Regions from separate parts of the Sus scrofa genome. Here region 2 is linked to region 1. The links are chromatin contacts, called in public Hi-C maps. All regions are on one chromosome and are shown on one strand. The core of a region is the stretch at or near the end of the contact, and the rest is flanking DNA. Distances in the headings are between cores, read along the strand shown. Region 1 overlaps MCC (colorectal mutant cancer protein). Region 2 overlaps MCC (colorectal mutant cancer protein).

Region 1 (3,562 bases), core at 706-3,205:
TGGTGACATGGGGAGGATGTATGTGTGTGCTTTGAGATACAGACTACAGTTTTAAGTTTTCCTAGCTCTTAGCTCATTCGGAGACCAAAGGTTGTGAGGGAACCATGAAGGGTTGAGAAGGGGTAGGTGTGCTCATTGCAAATGAAACATGGCTGTAGTTAAATGTTTTCTTTCCGCCAGCAAATGCAAATGGAAGGAAAGAGACTATGGAGTGGTATTCTTGCCCTCACTGATTTCCTTTTTCTCCTCACCCCATCCTCCTTTCCTACCCTCTGCCTCTACGTACTTAGAGCAAGTAAGAGTGGTACTTCTCAGACAGGCTGACCCACATACCTCTCAGAGCATCAGTTTTGATCTGCATAAATGAGGTGCTGGTTTTCCAGTCCTTCAGCCTCAACACTTCTTATGTCCCCTGCCAAGAAGGAAGCCCACCAGTGGAACCCTGGTGGTGATGAGCCATTACTATTCACCAGACTTTTTTTTTTTTTTGTCTTTTTAGGGCCACACCCACAGTATATGGAAGTTCCCAGGCTAGGGGTTGAGTCAGAGCTATAGCTCCTCACCTACACCACAGTCACAGCAGCGCAGGGTCCTTAACCCACGGAATGAGGCCAGGGATCAAACCCATGTCCTCATGGATACTAGTCAGGTTCGCTAACTGCTAGCCCCAACGGGAACTCCTCACCAGACTTGTAATCATGCTGCTCACTGTAGCCTCCGTGCTGGCAGTCTCCATTCTTTTTCACATCAGAATTTGAGGGGCTGAAGAAATCTAATTTCTTTAGGAAATCTTTGGAGGGGGAAAGTGTTAATAGGCTCTTAGATGAATCTGGTTTGGTATTTGGGTGTGTATATGGACATAGAAGCAAACCTTCTGTTTCAAATACTGGCCATTGCTGTGCCCATCTATTTTGCCTGAAGGGAATCCTGCTTCATGTAGCCTGGAGAAGAGACCTGCCCGTTTTCTTCGTGAACGTCCTTTCCTTGTCCTTAAAAGACAGGTTCTCCGGGGATTTGTCCTCCACCTCTTTCAGTGGCAGCTGACTCCCCTTTTTTTCTCAGGGAGGAAGATGAGTACTCAGAACTGCGATCAGAACTCAGCCAGAGTCAACACGAGGTCAATGAGGACTCCCGCAGTGTGGACCAAGACCAGACCTCCGTCTCCATCCCTGAAAACCAGTCCACCATGGTCACTGCAGACATGGGTGAGTCTACCTGCCATGACCACAAAGCCAGAGTTTGGTTTCTGGATTGTAATAGGAACTTTAGAAATGTAAGGCAACCTAGATTAAAATTTAATTAATCAAGGAGCTTGTGGAGTCAACAAAGAGCCATGAATGTCAGTTCTTTACATAGTTCTTTTTTGGTCAATATGGAACCTAAATGCTGAATTCACTGTCTGCCTTGATGTTTGTGATTCAAGTATATGTCACCTCTATCTGAAAAGTCTGGAGGTAGAGAACCAGTTAAAGGGCTATTGCAGGGTCCCAAGTTACAGTAGAATCTGAACTGGGATGCCAGGAATGGAAGATGGAATAAATGGTGACACATTGCAGTGGACGAACCACCAGTGGGTTTTAGCAACTTGTGGGTAAAGAAGGATCCAAAATGACTTTGATAGGTTCTTCCTGGGTGACTAAGAGAATAATCATATTCTTTAGTAAGGGAATTTGGTTGAGAAATGAGTTGGGAAATAGATGTATTATCTTTTGAGGCTGCAGTTCTGGTACAGCGTGTGGGTATGGTGTGTTTTGAAGTACAGGTCATGACCCATGAGTGGGTCATAAAATCATATGGAAAATAAAATATGTTTTAATTGAAATCAAAAAGGAAAAACGTAGAATGACAGCATTGTTTCACGAAACATTTTTGTTGCATGTGTTGTATACACAGTAAGTTGCCAAGTGAAATGTTCCAGCTGTGAGTTGCAGTCGAAATGTTGCCAAACCCCTGGTCTACTTGGAGATGCTTAACTAGATCTCTAGAGAGATTGGGGTTGAGGATAAAAGCTTTGAAGTTATGAGGCAAGGAGATCCCTTTGGTGGAGAGGGTGTGGAATCAAAACGGGGAGAGGCACCATCTTAAGAAATGTTCACATGTAGACAAGTGATGGAAAAAGAAGGAAGAGTAAGCATAGTACAGTTTACAGCGGAACTTCAGGTTGCATTGAGGAGAGAGACTTTAATCAAATATTAAACATTTATGTTTAATTATAAATGTATATAAGTGCTATAACATCAAGAAACATAGCACCATGACCATGTATCAAAGGAATTCAGTTTAGGATTTCCAAGATAGCTTCCTCTAGGAACTGACATTTAAGCTGAGATCTGGAGGAGGAGGAATTGAGTAGGTAAAAGAGGAATTGGCATTCAGGAGAAGGGGGACAGATGCAGGAGAAGGGGGACAGGTGCATTCAAGGAGGTGAAAAAAATTCATCCTGTATGGAGGGCACGGAGGTGTGAGAGGGAGGCGTGGTGAGGTAGGCAGGAACCAGATCATGTAAGAGCTTAGGGAGTATGTCAGAGTCTGACCTTTATTCAAAGATCCACGAGAAATGACTGACGATTTTTTTTTTTCTGTTTAGGGCCACACTCCAGCATATGGAGTTTCCCGGGCTAGGAGTCAAATCGGAGCTGTAGCCACCGACCTACACCACAACCACAGCAACACCAGATCCAAGCCACATCTGCAACCAATACCACTGCTCATGGCAATGCCAGATCCGTAACCCACTGAGTAAGGCCAGGGATGGCGCCCAAGTCCTCATAGATACTAGTCAGGTTTGTTGTACCGCTGAGCTACAATAGGAACTCCAACTTAATGATTTTAGTAGTTGGAGGCGGGGGAATGAGATGATCAGATTTGCATTTTGAATCAGTCACACCAGAGTGAAGAGAAAGAATTGGTGGATCAAAAGTGAATGGGGGGGAGTTCCCCTCGTGGTTCAGTGGAAACAAATTTGACTAGTAACCATGAGGAAGCATGTTCAATCCCTGGCCTTGCTCAGTGGGTTTCGGATCCGGTGTTGCCCTGAGCTGTGCTATAAGTTGAAGGCTTGGCTTGGATCCCCAGTTGCTGTGGATGTGGTGTAGGCTAGCAGCTGTAGCTCAGATTCGATCCCTGGCCTGGCAACTTCCATGTGCAGGTACGGCCCTAAAAAAGGCAAAAAAAAAAAAAAAAAAAAAAAAGAAAGAGTGAATGGGGGAGGTCAGCTAGGAAACCATTGCTAAACTCTTAAGTGGGCAAAAGGGTAGCTAGGATTAAGGTGGTGGCAGCTGAGATGTGGAAAAGCAGAGGAGTTGTAGAAAAGGTATAAAATTGGCAAGATCTGCTGAAGGATAGGAAACAGGGTGAAGGAGGAGGTACATATGTGCAGGTGTCTTCGAAGTGTTGGGTTTGCACACTGGATGGGCAGTGGAGCCAGTCACCAATATGGGAGCAAAGGAAAAAGGACCAGGTCGATTTGCTCTGATTTTGGCTTTGTTTTGCTTGGGGGAGGGTTGGGGGTAGGTTGAGGTCTTGTGTTTTGTTTGGCCATAAGTTTGAGACATCTGGAAGT
Region 2 (3,562 bases), core at 565-3,064, 68 kb after region 1:
AGGAAGAACTCGGCCCCCTCAGAAAGTGATTTATTCCCCCCTGATGCTGAGCTCATCCGGCATTCCAGGCCTGGAGAGTTAATGGATGACTGAACCCTCCCCAGCAGCCAGCGGCAGCCCCCAGGGAGACAGGCAACGTCTTTGTCTGCAGGAGGCCAGAGAAAAGGCCCTGGCTTCCCCGCCTCTCACTGTTGTCATAATCATATTCCGCGGTGGAACGTGAAGAGCACAAAGCAGAATTGTCATTAACCCCGCCTGATCTGTCCCCTGCTGGTGTCCTGGAAGACGGAGGAGGGAAGCCAGAGAGGCGGCGAGTCTAGGTGCTTTTCTCGAAATTAAACTTCCCCCTGCAAAAGCATCTTGCAGCTCTGAGCTGCCCACAGGGGTAGAATATCCTTGGAGGGAGATCTTTTGTCCTTTTGTTCTTTTGCTTCCTTTCTTAACACTCTGCCCACAGCAGAGATGGTGAAACAAAAGCCTTCCTTGCCTGGCCAGAGATGGTGCCCTAGAGAGCCCCAGGACACCCCGGAGCCTGGCAGCTTCTGCCCACCCACATGTATATCTCCCAGACAGTTCAGAGGTGGGGAGGTTCAAGTCCAGTCAAGCATTGGCTGCTTTGCTCCTCCCTCAGAGCAGTGGTTTTTTGCAGGACCTGCTAGGTAGGTGGCGTGGGACTGATGTTGGGGATTGTGGGACCAGTGACACAGCTGTCCCTCTTCCTCCCCCAGAACGAGTACCGTGTGTTGGGGGTGGGGGGTTAGAAGGGTGCTGGCTTTAGGACCTGTTGTCTCTTTTGCATAACCTGGTGATGTGGGAACTGTTAGTATCTCCACTTCATCACAGGCCAGAGAGGTTTAGTGATTTATTCTGGGCCATAAGCTCAGCAGTGACAGAGGAAGAACATTTACTGGGTCTGCCTGATGGCAGAGACCTGCTCATAACTGCTGGGACCCACCACATCAGCCCAGGAGTACAGTGGCCTCTCCCTAGAGAATCTGGGATGCGGTCCCATTACCTTTCGGGCTACTTTGCAAATACCCACTTATCCTGTGGGGTAGACTAGTTGTTCAGAAGCCTGGCTCTGCCTCAGAATCAGTGGAAGGGTGCATTAAGACAAATGACTGGGAGTTCCCATCATGGCTCAACAATTACAAACCCATCTAGTATCCGTGAGGACTCAGGTTCGATCCCTGGCCTGGCTCAGTGGGTTAAGGATCCCGCATTTCTATGGCCTGGGGTGTAGATCGAAGAGGCAGCTCGGATCCAGCATTGCTGTGGCTGTGGTGCAGGCCGGGAGCTACAGCTCCAGTTTGAGACTCCCAGCCTGGGAACCTCCATATGCCGCAAGTACGCCTGCCCCCCACCCCTCCCGAAAAGACCAAATAAATAAGTACATAAAACAAATGGTATATATATATATATTTTTTTTTGTCTTTTGTCCTTTTTTAGGGCCGCACTTGCAGCATATGGAGGTCTAATCGGAGCTACAGCTGCCGGCCTACACCACAGCCACAGCAGCGCCAGACCCTTAACCCACTGAGCAAGGCCAGGAATCGAACCCACAGCCTCATGGTTCCTAGTTGGATTCGTTTCTGCTGCACCACGACGGGATCGCCCCAAAAATAATTTTTAATGGAAAGAAGGACTAGAGTTGTAGAGTGACCCTCTGGTGCTGAGTCGTAGCTTCACAGGAAAGGCTTTCATAACTGAAGCCTCCTACCAACTCATGGCAAGAGAAGCACTGCTATTTCCCAGCACTGCACTGTCCAAATGTGCCTCTCCTGGGAGCACGTCTCCCCACTCAGCCCTATGGAATGTGCGGTAAATGGTTTTGCTGCTCACACATGGAACCCTAGGCATCTGTTTCTCCACATTGTGTTGACAATGCTTGAAGGCGAGCTCGGAGTCCTCTTGAGTGGTTTTGTGTGAGGCATGCCTGCCATGCCGCTGTTAGCAAACAGGTCTTTAGTAAAGAACGCATAGATGTCTAAGGAAGGACCTTTTTTCTCCCTAGGATAAGTCCCTCTTGTTGGGCAGCTGTCATCCTCAGACACCCGCTGGCTCCCTGGTGCCCTCTGCTGGTGGTATTGTTTGCTCTTTCATGCTTTTCTTGAGCTGCTTTGTTTCTTGAGGCAGTTGCACCTGAAGTGGCCCAACTGGAGGCTGTTACTGCTTCTCCCATCAAGTCCTCTTTAAAACTCAGCGTAGGAACACATGACACTGATGATTAATCATTTTTAACCTCCTTCCTGCCTTCCCAGCTTCCACTGTATTTCCCAATTGTTGCAATAGCCCGTAAAACATCTGGCTGCCTCTGCTCTCATCTCCCTGCAGCCAGAGGGATCCTATAAGATGAAAGGCAGATCACGTCACTCCTCTATTACAAACCCTCCAGTGGCTTCCGTTCTAATTCTAGAGGAAAGTACACAACCCTTTCGAGACCCTACATGTTCAGGCCCCTGCCCCTAGGACCACATCCTCTCTGACCAGCTCTCTTCCCTGTCCCCTGACTGATTCCAATTCAGAAACACTCTCATTCTTGCTGTCCTACTGCCTCAGGCCTCTGCATTTGCTAGGTCCTCCGTCTGGATCCAATATCCACACAGCTCCCCTTCTTACCTCCTTTAGGCCCACTCACGTGTAATTCAGTCACAGAGGCCTTCTCTGTAACTCTGTTTGGAAGAGTCACCTGATCCCCTTAGTGCTGCCCATAAGCGCATCATTTTTCTCCCTGGTATGTCTCACTGCCTAATATGCTGTACATTTTACCTCTTTATCTCCCCTGTTAGACTCTTGAGTTCCCAGAGTTCCCACTGAGGCTCAGCGGTGATGAACCCACCTAGTATCCATGAGGATGCAGGTTCTATCTCTGGCCCTGCTCAGCAGGTTAAGGATCCGGGGTGGCTGTGAGCTGTGATAGAGGTCGAAGATGCAGCTCAGATCCCACATGGCTATGGCTGTGGTGTAGGCTGATTCAACCCATAACCTTGGAACTTCCATATGACTCGGAAAAAAAAAAAAAAGAAAATTTGAGTTCCTGAAGGCAGATATTTTTTTTCCCCTAAGACCTAGAAAAGTGATCTATGGTGAGCACTCCAATATTTCTTGAATGAATGAGAGAAAGTTACAGTTATCGAGTACTCTGCGGGGTTGCAGAGGAGCATCATTCCAAACATTTTATCTCATTTGATCCTCACCACAGGCTCAGGAGGCATACAGTGTATTACCTTCACTTTAAAGAAAAGGAAGTAGGTATGGAGAATCTGAGTGGTGTTGACTCTAAATCTGCAAATCGTATAAGATGCTTGGGTCTCGGAGTTCCCATCGAGGCTCAGTGGTTAACGAATCCGACTAGGAGCCGTGGGGTTGCAGGTTCGATCCCTGCCCTTGCTCAGTGGGTTAAGGATCCGGCGTTGCTGTGAGCTGTGGTGTAGGCCGGTGGCTATAGATCCAATTCGACCCCTAGCCTGGGAATCTCCATATGCCGGGGGAGTGGCCCAAGAAATGGCTAAAAGACAGAAAAAAAAAAAAAAAAAAAAAAAGATCTTGGGTTTCAGGTAAA

Evidence for each region. Hi-C and Micro-C count contacts between places; a contact is called where the count stands out from the background.
Region 2: a contact with region 1 is called in a Hi-C map of embryonic fibroblasts, with 2.1 times the contacts expected there. The contact joins two enhancer-like sites. A contact is called at or near these places in 5 of 47 Hi-C or Micro-C datasets (embryonic fibroblasts, fetal heart ventricle, heart right ventricle and 1 more) and 1 of 2 datasets of contacts at active chromatin or transcription factors (skeletal muscle).

The regions. Positions count from the first base shown.
Region 1 is chr2:116,634,911-116,638,472 of Sscrofa11.1, forward strand. MCC (colorectal mutant cancer protein) reads left to right here. Exons shown (of 19, transcript XM_021084624.1): 6 at 1,063-1,205. Among named protein-coding and RNA genes, the nearest start is that of TRNAE-CUC, 160 kb to the right of the region's middle. Within about 2 kb of position 1,956, at least 4 of the 83 cell types and tissues checked have an H3K27ac peak or open chromatin away from gene starts, as enhancers often do. A contact at or near this core is called in embryonic fibroblasts, where this site is marked.
Region 2 is chr2:116,702,822-116,706,383 of Sscrofa11.1, forward strand. All of the region lies in intron 14 of MCC (colorectal mutant cancer protein), which reads left to right. Among named protein-coding and RNA genes, the nearest start is that of TRNAE-CUC, 88 kb to the right of the region's middle. Within about 2 kb of position 1,815, at least 14 of the 83 cell types and tissues checked have an H3K27ac peak or open chromatin away from gene starts, as enhancers often do. A contact at or near this core is called in embryonic fibroblasts, where this site is marked.